Regions from separate parts of the Mus musculus genome. Here all the other regions are linked to region 3. Evidence: chromatin contacts called from public promoter capture Hi-C data. All regions are on one chromosome and are shown on one strand. Each heading gives the region's core, a stretch centred on a gene start, on an enhancer-like site or on the middle of the called end of the contact. The rest is flanking DNA. Distances are from core to core; before and after follow the strand shown.

What was found. Promoter capture Hi-C pulls out the DNA fragments that hold promoters and counts their contacts.
Region 1: a promoter capture Hi-C map of pre-B cells shows a contact between it and region 3, with 2.5 times the contacts expected there. The contact joins the promoter of Zfp867 here to the promoter of Alkbh5 in region 3. A contact is called at or near these places in 4 of 39 promoter capture datasets (the C10 cell line, liver and pre-B cells) and 1 of 115 datasets of contacts at active chromatin or transcription factors (kidney).
Region 2: a promoter capture Hi-C map of liver shows a contact between it and region 3, with 4 times the contacts expected there. The contact joins the promoter of Jmjd4 here to the promoter of Alkbh5 in region 3. A contact is called at or near these places in 3 of 39 promoter capture datasets (liver and pre-B cells).
Region 4: a promoter capture Hi-C map of liver shows a contact between it and region 3, with 5 times the contacts expected there. The contact joins the promoter of Fam83g here to the promoter of Alkbh5 in region 3. A contact is called at or near these places in 4 of 39 promoter capture datasets (liver, pre-B cells and stem cell-derived epiblast-like cells), 1 of 484 Hi-C or Micro-C datasets (embryonic stem cells) and 1 of 115 datasets of contacts at active chromatin or transcription factors (embryonic forebrain).

What each region holds. Positions count from the first base shown.
Region 1 is chr11:59,471,060-59,474,359 of GRCm38.p6, forward strand. Zfp867 (zinc finger protein 867) reads right to left here and starts at 1,415. Exons shown (of 4, transcript NM_178417.3): 1 at 1,282-1,415. The coding sequence starts at 1,308. It also overlaps the pseudogene Gm12263.
Region 2 is chr11:59,448,737-59,451,946 of GRCm38.p6, forward strand. Jmjd4 (jumonji domain containing 4) reads left to right here and starts at 1,309. Exons shown (of 6, transcript NM_178659.6): 1 at 1,309-1,776; 2 at 1,939-2,104. The coding sequence starts at 1,509. It overlaps Snap47 (synaptosomal-associated protein, 47), which reads right to left and starts at 1,298. Exons shown (of 5, transcript NM_144521.3): 1 at 1,179-1,298.
Region 3 is chr11:60,536,128-60,539,080 of GRCm38.p6, forward strand. Alkbh5 (alkB homolog 5, RNA demethylase) reads left to right here and starts at 1,556. Exons shown (of 4, transcript NM_172943.4): 1 at 1,556-2,953. The coding sequence starts at 2,296.
Region 4 is chr11:61,683,100-61,686,215 of GRCm38.p6, forward strand. It overlaps Fam83g (family with sequence similarity 83, member G), which reads left to right and starts at 1,311. Exons shown (of 5, transcript NM_178618.3): 1 at 1,311-1,956. The coding sequence starts at 1,435. The region is part of intron 9 of Slc5a10 (solute carrier family 5 (sodium/glucose cotransporter), member 10); the gene reads right to left.

The sequences.
Region 1 (3,300 bases), core at 165-2,664, 1.1 Mb before region 3:
AACTATTGAGATGAGGACTATTCGATTGCTCCAGCTCCAGGTCCTCTAGCTGCTCCTCGAAGAGGTTTCACCCCAGATCTCAGGCTGCTGTCTAAGTGGATGATGAAAGGTCAACTTTAGGCTAGGACATATGGCAGCTATAAGAAATTTGTCAGCATCTGGCAGTTCTGAACCTGGGACCATTACTAATAGGAAATGAAAAAGATATTGTGTCAATTTCTATTTATTTAGCAACGAAAATAAACAGTAATGGTTGTCACTTTTAAAACCTTTTACAGTAGAAGTTGGCATTTGAAAATACTGGTACTGAAACTGTTGGGGGCGGGGGGCACTGCAGAGATGGCTCAGTGGTTAAGAGCATTTGTTGCTCTTGAAGAAAGCTGGATGGAGTTCAGTTTCCAGCAACCACTTTGGGGCAGCTCATAACCGCCCATACCTTTAGCTCCAGGGAATCTGACACCGTCTTCTGACTTCCTCAGACACCCACACACGTGTGTGTATCCACATACAGCCACAAATAAAGGCGGGATGACCGCCTGGCATCCCGGCCTTCACTCTGCCGCTGAGGGCACAGAGATAAGTTATGGTCCTTAACCTGCAGTCACCCAGGATTCATGGAAGGACAGCCCTTCACAGAAGCAGGAGCTATCTCCAGAGAAACACCTAGTCCCCTTCAGGTCTCAAATGAGCGGAGACAAAGATGGGCGGGGCCCACCTTACATTAGGCTGCTGTGTTTAAGCTTTTTTTTTTTTTGGTCTGGCCTTCCTCTATTTAAGCCTAAAGCTCCTGTCCAAAGATCAATTGGGGTAGGAGTGTCCTAGACCCTTCATCTGTCCCGCTTCTACGGTGCCCGCACTGACGAAATCTCTCTCGGCTTTTTCCTACTAACCAACCATCGATGTCCTGAGACTAGCGGGGGGACGGCCCTAAAGACTGGAATTTTGGGACTTCACTGTGAACACGGGGGCGTGGGACAGGCAGGCGAAGAGTAAATAGATTGAGACCCCACTTTCCAAGACTCGGGAAAGCCCAGCCATGGCTGAAGGGCGGGAACCCACAACCAAGAAGCCAGCGTCCCAAGTCCTAAGGTGGGTCGGCCATGACGCCCCAAGTCCTGAGGTGAGTCGGTCAGGCCGCCGCGAGGGCAGATGGGAAGCGAGGGGACCCAGGACACCCAGGACACCGGACAGCACCGGGATCGGGCCGCAGACACCAGCTACGGAGGCCTTCCCTGCGGCTGGTACTGGTTGGCTGTAGCCAGCGTCGGCCGGAACGCTCACCATTTCCGAATTTCTGCTGTCCCGCATCGTCGTCGTCTGCACCTCATAAGGACGCTAGCTACAGCGGAGCCACCATACACAACTGTGAGCCAGACATAGAACCTGAAGAAACGGAACCTGAACAAGAACTAAACAGTGAAAAGAACCAAACACCGCGAGAGTAAAGCATCCTGCCCCGCCCCTCCGCTCGAGCTGCGGCCTGATTGGACAATTCCACTCTGATAGACGAAGGGTTTGGACACGCCCCCAATCCTTGAGTGATTAGGGATGTAATCTAACCTTTGACAGAGAGATACTTACGGGACAAGATTTGTTTGCACTCTAGCAATGGCCCTGCCAGGACAGGACACACTTGTACTTTACCTACAGAAACATATCCATGGAACAATAACATATAGATAGATAGATAGAGAGAGAGATAGAGATAGAGATAGATAGATAGATAGATAGATAGATAGATAGATAGATAGATAGATATACACATATACATACACACACACACATATGCTATTTACAACTGGAAATTCCTAACATGACAATTATTTGAAATTTTTATTGTGAATACATTGAGACAGGGAGGGTCTCGTGTAGCTTGCCTCAAATACAGTTCAGGCCAGCCTTGAACCCCCGGATCTGCTTGCCTCCATCTTTGGAGTGCTAGAAGGACATGTGTGCTATTATGCATCACTGGGGATCCTGCTAAGGACTTCTTGTATTCTAAACAAGGACTCTGCCAACTGAGCCAGAGCCCTCATTTTTAAAAATTTAGATGTCATAATCTTCCTAGCTTGAGGACTGTAATGGCTATTGTTGGTTGTCACCTTGGCTACGTCTAGAATCAACTAAAACCCGAGAGGCTGGGAATGCTTGTGAGCGATTTTTCTTGACTGGATCATCTGAGGTTAGAGGACCTACTCTAACCCTGAAGCACACCTTCATGACAGGCTATATGATGCAATGTGGAAGAAGGAAGCTCCTGCTCCTTACCTGCTTGTCTCCCCTCCCATTGGCAAGTCTGTCTCCCCTGCCACCAAAGCATGCCTTTGCTGCTATTAGAATCTACTTCTTTAGGGTTCCAGTGTCTACTGAGGACCAACAGAGACATCCGTCCCCATGGGTTGCCCACAGCTCTCTGTTGGGGGACAGCTAGTATCGAACTAGCTGAACCACAGCCTGTAAAGCACTCTAATAAATTATATATATACTATCAGCTCTGTTCATCTAGAGAGCTCTGGCCAAAACAAGGAGCTAGCCTGAGCTTTAAAAGGGAAGGCACTCCTCTAAGATAGCAATGTTGAATAGAAGTTTTGTTTGTTTGGTTTTTTTTTTTTTTTTTTTTTTTTTTTGGTTTTTCGAGACAGGGTTTCTCTGTGTAATGTTGGCTGTCCTGGAACTCACTCTGTAGACCAGGCTGGCCTTGAACTCAGAAATCCGCCTGCCTCTGCCTCCCAAGTGCTGGGACTAAAGGCATGCGCCCCCACTGCCCAGCTTCGAATAGAAGTTAATGAAGGGCCACATCTATAATTTTTTTTTAAAGGGTGAAGCACTCCAATGCCAATTTATTTTAATCGGGCTCTGTGTTATCTATGGTTTGCCTCTTTCCCTTATAATCGCACAACCTTTGAAAATTACATAAGTTGTAATGATCTAATACTATTAATAGCCATTCAGAAAAAAAAGTCCCCTCCCGCCCAACAACCATCCAGGGGAAATTTAAAGTCCTCATTAGAGGCCAGCTCAACACGGCCTCTACCCTGGTAGAAATAAAAATAAAAAAGATGAGGAGAAAACAAATCGGCTAAGAGGTGTGTTGCCAGTGTCTTTCAGGAGTGGGGCCCTGGCTGTTGCCTGGGTGGTGAAAGGCAGAGCCTGCAGCCTGCAGGACGGCAGCCGGGCGGCCTCACAGCTACATCTTCCTCACCCCGGCACAGCCACAGCCCAGTTTAGGTGTCTTGAAAATCCTTTAGCAGGGTTCTTCTCTGCTGCTCTGCTATGTGCATCTGGTTTTCTAAGTCCCCT
Region 2 (3,210 bases), core at 59-2,558, 1.1 Mb before region 3:
CCACCAACTTCTAAGAAGAACCAGCCCTCACCTCCCTAAGCACATAGGATCCTCTGAATGGGTCTTCTAGGGATGCTGTGGACATGACTGATGAGACACTGACCACTGATGACCCACTCAACCTTTAGCCCTAGAAGCTGAGGGCTGGGTTCAAAGTCCCCACCCTCTGATCCTACTCAGGTCTTTCAGTGAGCCATTCCATCTGGAATCTACCCTACTGGCTGTTGGATGGTGTTGGACTCATTAGCATGCAAAATGGCATTTATCAACTCAACCTGTCCAGGAATTTTAAGAATTGTAGGCCAATTGTAGGAGGAGATTTTAAAAAATCTAAAATGGTGTTTCCAAATATAACATGCTGCCAATGCAGGAAAAGAGGGAAGAGAGGGAGGGGGTAACAGGGATAAAATGTATAAACACATGCATACCTGGAAAAAACTGGCTCAATACCAGAGTTAGTGATTACACGTGAATGGAATTCTGGGTGCGTTGGGGTTTTATTGTTGTTGTTATTGTAACCTGGCTTTTTTTCTTTTGGAGCTAAGTCATGATTTGTGGTTCATTTTGGCTTAGAACCTCGGAACCTTTCCGTTTCAGCATCCCCAATACTGGGATTATAGGCGTGCACCACGAGTCCTGGCATCGATGTTTCTCGTCACTTGAATTTCTCTATGAGCTGTCATCTCTACCATGACCTAGCCGCAACACAGCTCCAGACAAGCGTCACGATAAAGGCCACAACAGGCGAGTTTGGCCAAACAACCCTCCTCCGCCTCGTTTCTATCCTTCCCCTCTTCCCAATGCATACATACCTCTCTACCTGAACCTCAGCATCTCCCCCCCCCCGCCCCCCAAAAAAGCTCATTTTCTCCTTTTAATTTTTCCTCGTTCTATTTCTAAGGAAACATCACAATCCTTTAAAAGGTTCCTCCACAATCTATCCAAGACACTCGGGAACATCACCCCCACCCCCCACCCCGCCGCCCAACCCCGCCGCCCCACCCCCACCCGCCGCCCCACCCCCACCCCGCCGCCCCACCCCCCGCGGATCCTGACCGCCCGCTCTGCGCCCCAGCATCCTCTCAGGACCCAGTCATCCTTTGAGGTTTGAGACTGATGTTCATCTCCTGTGTCGGTGGCGGGCTCCGGTACTGGCTAGCTGCGCGGTAGCAGCTCACCTGAGGCAAGAGGAGCACGCAGAAGACGCAATGGCACGCTCCACTGGACCACCAGACAGAGACGCCAGCAGCTGGGGAGCAGGTCAGCCACTCGGCGAGCGCTTGTACGCCTGCGCGAGAGGGCGGGGCCGCGTAGGCGCGCACGCGCACACCCTGGGAGCCCCAAGGCCCGCGTTCCTGCTGGAATGTCGCACCTGTGGCTTTTCGTTCCGGGCTCTTTCTCTGTGGTTACCACTCCGAGCTGATTTTAGGGGGTTTCTCAGCCTCCGGTCCCTATTTGGGGTGTAGCGAGAAGCCGGACTGGGCCTCTGGGGTCAGGTTTCCCGGTGGATGGATCGGGAGACACGCACCTTTGCCGAGCGGTACTACCGGGACCTCCGAGACCCAGTCCCTAGCGGCGGTGGCGGCCCCACACCCAGCGGCGTGACCTTCATTCAGACCCCGAACGCCTTCTCCTATGCTGACTTCGTGAAGGGCTTCCTGCTGCCTAACCTGCCCTGCGTGTTTTCTAGCGCCTTCACCGAGGGCTGGGGCAGCAGGCGGCGCTGGGTGACCTCGGAGGGAAAGCCTGACTTCGAGTATCTGCAGCAGAAGTATGGTAGGAGGGCGCAGACGGGAGGTATAGACCCCGGCATGGGAGGGCGGCCGGGGCCGGACAGACTAGTGGAGTCTGGATAATTCGGCCAGAGGGTGGCCGGACCCCAAGATGGTGAACTACGTGTATGACTCTGCCATTTCTGTGCTGACTCTCTCGCTGCAGGAGACGCGGTTGTACCGGTTGCCAACTGTGGAGTGCGAGAATACAATTCAAACCCCAAGGAGCACATGTCCTTCCGCGACTATATCAGTTACTGGAAGGACTACATCCAAGGGAGTTACTCCTCTTCGCGGGGCTGCCTCTACCTCAAGGACTGGCATCTGTGCAGGTAATAAGACAGGACGGCGCATGGCCATTGGGCACTTACCCTAAGCAGCTAGTGCAGCCAGTCCAGGTGGAGCACGCCCACTGCACTCAGAGGGGCTACCTCTACAGCAGAGTTCTAATGTGTATCACAGAACTGATGCGAAGATGTGGGGAGATCAACATAGCGAGCCAGGTAGACTATTATGGGGAAGGTAAGTCTTTCGTACATCTTGTATGGGTACAGGCGGCCTGGTGTCTCCTTCCTCTTCTGTATTTTTGAGCTGGTATCTCAGATCCTCTGGGGCTGTCCTCTCTGCAACCCCACTGAGAGGACGCTTGTTCCTTCTACGATTGCTCTGGGGATTCTTGCCATCCCCTGGGCCATTCTAAGCTCTCTAAAGGGACAAGTGACCTTTCCGCAACCACTCTTGTCCCACTTTGGAAACCCCTTTACTCTTTAAAGACACATTCAATACTCTCCCTTATCAGCTTCCACTTTTCTCACACAGCATCTTGTGACAGCTTTACTTAGGAGATTTTTGACGTCTTGCTGGAGCAAGAATGCATTGCAGTCAGTAGAAACTACTTCAAAATTTGAATTATGGTGTCTTCCCAGGCTAGCTATATATGGTCTGTTCATCTCCCACCCTTCTCTCTCAATGATGGACAGGGTCAAGAAGCCATAACCTCCATCTAAACCCCCGGATCTACTAAAATGATCACACCTTTACAGTGTGCTCTGTTGCTGTGCTAAGCTACGGTAGTCATGCACTTAGGCACACTGTTGTGTTTTCCTTTTGGAACTGGGAATGCTAAGGTTGTGAGCATATAAACACATACTGTTAGTATGTTTTGACATTTATGGTATTTTCAGCTTGGACATGTCAGTACGTAAGGCCATCATAAGCCGAGGCGCTCCCTACATCTCAGGAGTTTGGGCTGTCCCTAAGACCCAGCTCACGTGATGCTCTCTTTGGGAAGAGCATTACCCTTTTCCATGGTGACCCTGCGACTGTGTGTTTTCCTCTACCTGACGTCCCTTTCACAAGTACAGACCATTGTACTCAGACCCCCAGCAAAAGGCACAGTGTAACATTGAGTGAACCAATGAACAGTTGAATTCCTGTA
Region 3 (2,953 bases), core at 306-2,805:
GGGTGAGCAGAGCTGGGGACCTTAGCTATTAGGTGCATCTGGGTGCAGTGGTAAAGAGCTCCCGCCATGAAAGGCAGATCAGAGGCTTAGAGAGCTGGGCTCCTGAAAAGCTTCAATCTGCCCAGGCAAACTGCTCAGGTAAGAGACCCACCAGGTGTTCACACAGTACAGACCGGGCTCAAGTCCAGTTCAGCTGGCTTTGCCCTTCAGTCCATCTTCTACCTGCAGCTGCCCTTCCACCCTCTCTCTGTCACCTGGGCCCAAGGGGCTGCCCCGGGAATCCCCAGACCCATTTCCCTTTTGTCTGCCTGCTGTTTGGGAGAGAGGGTGGCCTGGATTCCCTAATTTCTTGGCTTTCCACTCCACAAACTTTTCCAAGTTACCACACAGTCCCCACTTTCCAACAGAGACTGCTGCCACCCTCAGTTTTCAGATTAGAAGACTGAGGTCTGGATGCTGTATCAGCAATCCTTCTGCTGCGTCATTCCATCCTCACAACCACCGTTCGAGGTAAGTACTGGTTCCTGGTTTTACACACCAGACTCTGGGATGCCTGGAAGACAAGGGGTGAGCTGTGTGACAGACACTGTAGATGGACAGGCATTACAGATGACAGACAGCATGGACAGCCAGGAGGGGCGGCGATATATGAAAATCTGACGGAGTATCAAAGACTGGAAAAGGGACTGGGAACCAGAAAAGGAAGCTGGAATTCATCTTGGGGAGGTTCAGAGCAGAACCTCTTTGCTATTCCTATTTGCTGGAGTGCCCAGGGACCTCCAGCACGGCTAAACCTTTGTTCAGGCTTTCTCCTCCGCTTCAGGATTTTTTATTGTTTGGGTTTGTTGTAGTTGTTTTGAGACAGAGGCTCGCTGTGTAGCCTAGGTTGGCATCCAATTTGTGAGCTATCCTCCAACCAGTCTCCAGAGTGCTGAGACGCATTTACCATCCCACTGTGCAATTTATTTATTTTCTGTCTGAAGAATATTTCCAATTTGGACCGATCCGTGGTAAATCTGCGCCCTTCAGACAGGAAAGCCTTTTTGTCGCCCCCTATAACAACGCCCAACCCCAGTAGGAACGTGACGTGCCCGTGCGCGTGCCCGCGGCTGCGCGACCCGTGGGCAGTCCCGGGACGTGACTTGTGGAACGTCCGCTTCGGGAAGCGATGGCGGCGGGAATGGGGTGTGGGTGCCCGGACCGCGCGCCTCCAGCTTTTGTTGTCCTGGCTTGCTCCACAGTTTGGGCCTGATGCTCTCCTGCCCGTAATTTTAACTTTCCACTGTTTCCGAAGCTTCACCGGAGTCCTGAGGGCTTTTCGTCGCCGAGAACTCCATTCAGGCACTTACTTAGCCACCCATTCACTCTTCAGGGGTCCTCGAGCTTCTGCCCGAAGCTAATTAAGTGATGGACGCAGTAGCCAAGGAGACTAGTTGATTGACAAGCATGATTTACCAACCGACTCTGGAAACTCCAGTCCGTGTTTGCCCAACGCGTGGCCGGCAGTCCAATTAAGAAAGTGGAAGCTCCAAAGGGGGCGGTCACGGGGCGGACTGGGTTGTGGCGATTCCCGAGGATTTGTGCGCTGGAAGCTGAGGCGTCTGCGGGCATCCGCACGATGCCGTGACGCGGCAGCGCTGTCCAGTGGACACCGCGAGCACACTCCGGCGGGTGGAGTCCCTCGGCCCCGGAGGCGGCTTGGCGTGCAGGCAAATTGTTGTTTTCGGGAGCTGTTCTCGAAGCTTTCCGCGGGTGGGGGGAGGGGCGGCGGCCGACGAGCGGGCCTCGTCTGCGCATGCGCCGGCCTCTCCGCCGACTGGGCGGCACGCACGCGCATGCTCAAAGTACGTGGAGTCTCGTGGCCGCCGGCAGTGCGCACGCGCGTCGAGAAGCCCGCTAAGGAGCGGCGCTGTCGGAGGTCGGGCGGGCTGGCGGTGACGTCGTGAGGAGAGCTTTAAAGTGCGGGCCGGGCCGGGCGTCTGAGGGTCCGACCGGGAGTCTGGCGGAGTCTTGGCCGAAGCCCTCCGCGGCATGAGGCGCTGCCGGCGCCTTTTTCCCTCAGGACGCGGAGAAGGTGGAGGAGGAGGAAGCCCCGCTGTAGCTGGTGCTGCATGACCGACCGCGGCTGAGGTTCGACCCCTTCCCGGCCCCTCTACGCCTACCCCTTTGGTCCCTTGAGCCACGCATGGGGGCCTGGCACTGAGGACCCTCGCTTCCCTTTCGGGTCCCTTTCGGGTCCCCTGAGAGCCATGCCGGACCGCCGCGGAGGACCCTAGAGTTGAGTTGGCGGGGGCCATGGCGGCCGCCAGCGGCTACACCGACCTGCGGGAGAAGCTCAAGTCCATGACGTCCCGGGACAACTACAAGGCGGGCAGTCGGGAGGCCGCCGCCGCTGCGGCCGCCGCCGTGGCTGCCGCTGCCGCTGCCGCGGCCGCCGCTGAGCCTTACCCGGCGTCCGGGACCACCAAGCGGAAATACCAGGAGGACTCGGACCCCGAGCGCAGCGACTACGAGGAGCATCAGTTGCAGAAGGAGGAAGAGGCGCGCAAGGTGAAGAGCGGCATCCGGCAGATCCGGCTCTTCAGTCAGGATGAGTGCTCCAAGATCGAGGCCCGCATCGATGAGGTGGTGTCCCGCGCCGAGAAGGGCCTGTACAACGAGCACACGGTGGACCGGGCCCCCCTGCGCAACAAGTACTTCTTCGGCGAGGGCTACACGTACGGGGCCCAGCTGCAGAAGCGCGGGCCGGGCCAGGAGCGCCTCTACCCGCCGGGCGACGTCGACGAGATCCCGGACTGGGTGCATCAGCTGGTGATCCAGAAGCTGGTGGAGCACCGCGTCATCCCCGAGGGCTTCGTCAACAGCGCGGTCATCAACGACTACCAGCCCGGCGGCTGCATCGTGTCCCACGTTGACCCCATCCACATCTTCGAGCGCCCCATCGTGTCCGTGT
Region 4 (3,116 bases), core at 61-2,560, 1.1 Mb after region 3:
AGAGAATAAACTGAGGGTCAGCACATCTTTGTTGAGGGTACAAGACTCACACTCATCACTGCCCCTCTCTGCTCCTTGGGAATGGGAGGTAAGGAGGTGACTCAGGTGCCCGAGGTGGGCAAGAGTGCCAAGCAAGAGCAGGTATGAACCACAGTGTTCACCCAGTGTAAGGCCTGATGAGGACTTTGAGGCTAGAGGTGAAGGGTTTGAGTCTGGGGATCAGTGGTGAGGACTCCAAGGATGCTAACTAGGCTTTGAAGCTTTGAAAGCAGTGAATGCAGGGCAAGGAGGCCTTACTGGAAAATGAACAGTGAGGACATGTCTGGAGGGTACAATGTTGCCATTAGCTTGTCCTCATTAGGTTAAGGCCAGGGTCCACTGGGACTCAAACCAGCTCTATCCTGACCCAGAGATGGTAAGTAGGCTAGAAAGACAGGGCAGTATTGGCCTGGTGTCCTGAAACAAGAAGCTTCAGGAAGGAGCCCTTTGCCAAACTGCACCTGACATCCTGCCCTCAGATAAGGACCTAATGGTCTCCATCACTGGGGAACAGCCAAGAGCTGCGTTTGAGCACAGCTTGGTTCTCTCTACCCTTTTCTGGCGCAGGGTTCAGGCATGTGAGGTGCACCAGGTTCTGCTAGGTGGGATCCCAGCAAGCAGTTGGGCTCAGGACTAATCTGTATCTGGTCTGTGCACATGGAGAGCAAGAGTGTGGAAGCAGTTGGAGCTGGAGCTGGGCCTCGGCCCACGACCCAACCTTCAGTCTACAACTGGACAGCTGAGCATCCCACCCGCAAGACAGAACCGGGCCAGAGATGGACCAGGATCGCCAGCGGGACTGGGGGGCAGAGGAAGACTTCCACGAGGCTTAGAGGCAGCAAATTGTCCAGCCTTGCGCCGTCTGAGGAGATGAATCAGCTTCCGGCTCCGCCCCCGGGGCCGCACGTGACCCCAGGTGAGGGTGGCAGGGTGGGCGGGACCGCCCTTAGTCACCGGCGGTCCAGCCCGGTGCCACCACCAACGCCTGTGGTTCCTCGGGTCGTCCGGTCTGCACGGCGCCACCTGCTTGGTAAGCAAGTCCCTCCTCCGGGTTTGCGAGCCTCACTTGGGCTGGCGTCCCGGCTCTTACTCCGGACTGGGGCGAGGGTCCCCGTCAGCCCCAGCTTATTCCCAGGATTCCGAGAACCTCAGGCGGATCCCAAGACAGAGGCAGAGGACAACCGCGGCCCTGGACGGCTCTGGCTAACCTCGCCACGCCTCGCTCCGCCCACACACTACCCGCCACGCCCCTTCCTTCGCCACGCCCCCGCCCGCCCTCTGACCCCGACCGCGGTCTTTTGCTGATTCCCTCAGGTGCGGTTCTCAGAGGCGCCGAGGCCCCGGAGCCTGAGAGCGCGGTGCCCGTCGGGCCGCGTTCCCACAGCGAGGGCCACCATGGCCTTCTCCCAGGTGCAGTGTCTGGACGACAACCACGTGAACTGGCGATCCAGCGAGTCGAAGCCCGAGTTCTTCTACAGCGAGGAGCAGAGGCTGGCCCTGGAGGCCCTGGTGGCCCGGGGTCGCGACGCCTTCTACGAGGTGCTGAAGCGCGAGAACATCCGCGACTTTCTTTCGGAGCTGGAGCTTTCGCGTATCGTGGAGGCCATCGAGGTGTACGACCCGGGCTCTGAGGACCCGCGGGTCTCGGGCCGCCGCCCCGAACCCCAGGACAACGGAGGCGCGGATGCCAGCGAGGAGACCAGTGCGGCGGGCGGGCCCCCAGCCACGGAGACGCTGCCCTCGCTGGAGTATTGGCCCCAGAAGTCGGACCGCTCCATCCCGCAGCTGGACCTGGGCTGGCCTGACACCATTGCCTACCGAGGTGTGACCCGGGCCAGCGTCTACATGCAGCCACCCATCGACGGGCAGCCGCACATCAAGGAAGTGGTGCGCAAGATGGTCAGCCAGGCGCAGAAGGTGAGGCGCCACGGCGAGACCCCCATTCACCCAGCACGCATGGGCACCGAGACAGCCCCTGGACCTCTGACTGGCCTCTCGGTTGCCTCCTCCGGTGATCAGAAGCTGAATGTCCACTCCCTCTAGCAGGTGGCACTGGGCTTCCAGGCTGAGTGGGCTTCTGTGCCCTCCTGGAGTGTTTCTGAGTTCCCCAAATGCAAACCATGAGCTGTGTGGGAGGAATGCGGCCTTTCTCTCACCCACTCTCCCTTATCTCGTCTCAGACCCAGGAGCAGATAGAAGCTTGCACACATACATGAGCTTGCTGGCAGGGGTCTCGGGAGAGACGTGGAGGCTGGTCTGGAGCCCTGAGGAAATCTGCCTGCTTCCTAGCTGTGCTGTGTGGCTGGTGGTGGTTCTCCAAGCTTTTCTCTGAGTGCTACAGTAGCAGCAGCTGTCCAGGCCAGAGCAGGTGGTACCTATTGAAGGTTTTCACCAGTGGAAGAGGTGAGGGTATTTACTTAGGTTGTGGTTTGCCATCAAGAGGCTCTTCAGGCCTTGTGTGGATTCCCTTAGCTGACAGCCGTTGACTGGGCTGCACAGTGCCCGGCTTTGGGTGACTGCTCCATACTGACACACACACATCTTGAGAAGCTGTGTACAATGCTTGTACAGACAGTCAAACCATAGCTGGGTGGCCATGAATGAGCAGAGGTGTGCCTGATTTGACAGGCAAGGTAGCCCAGCAAGTTGCGATATATCTAGAGCAGGTCTGTCTTCAGGTGGTAGTGAGAGTGTTCCTACCTGGGTCTGACCCCTTCACTGTCCGGGTCCAGAATGAGGCAGTCAGTGTACAAGGCCAGGTGTCTACCCTGGGGACTGATCTGGCTGACAGGGCCTGGGGAGCTCTTGGGCAGAGACCAAAAGTGGGTCAGTAGCTGAGGTGGCTCAGCTTTCCCCCAGAGTCGAGGCTCTGTCCATGGGGCCACTAACTGAGGGTTTCTAGTCTGTAGGTACACTTTGCATCTCTAGCCATTGTGATGGTAGGGTATTGGGTGGCAGGAAGGAGGAAGGACTGAATAATACTCTGGACACCTGAGAATAGTTGGGAGTCTGTTGCCCCTAAAAAGGGCCAGGGGTGACTCCCACTGTGGCAGAGCCCAGTCCCTTGAGAGGAGGGA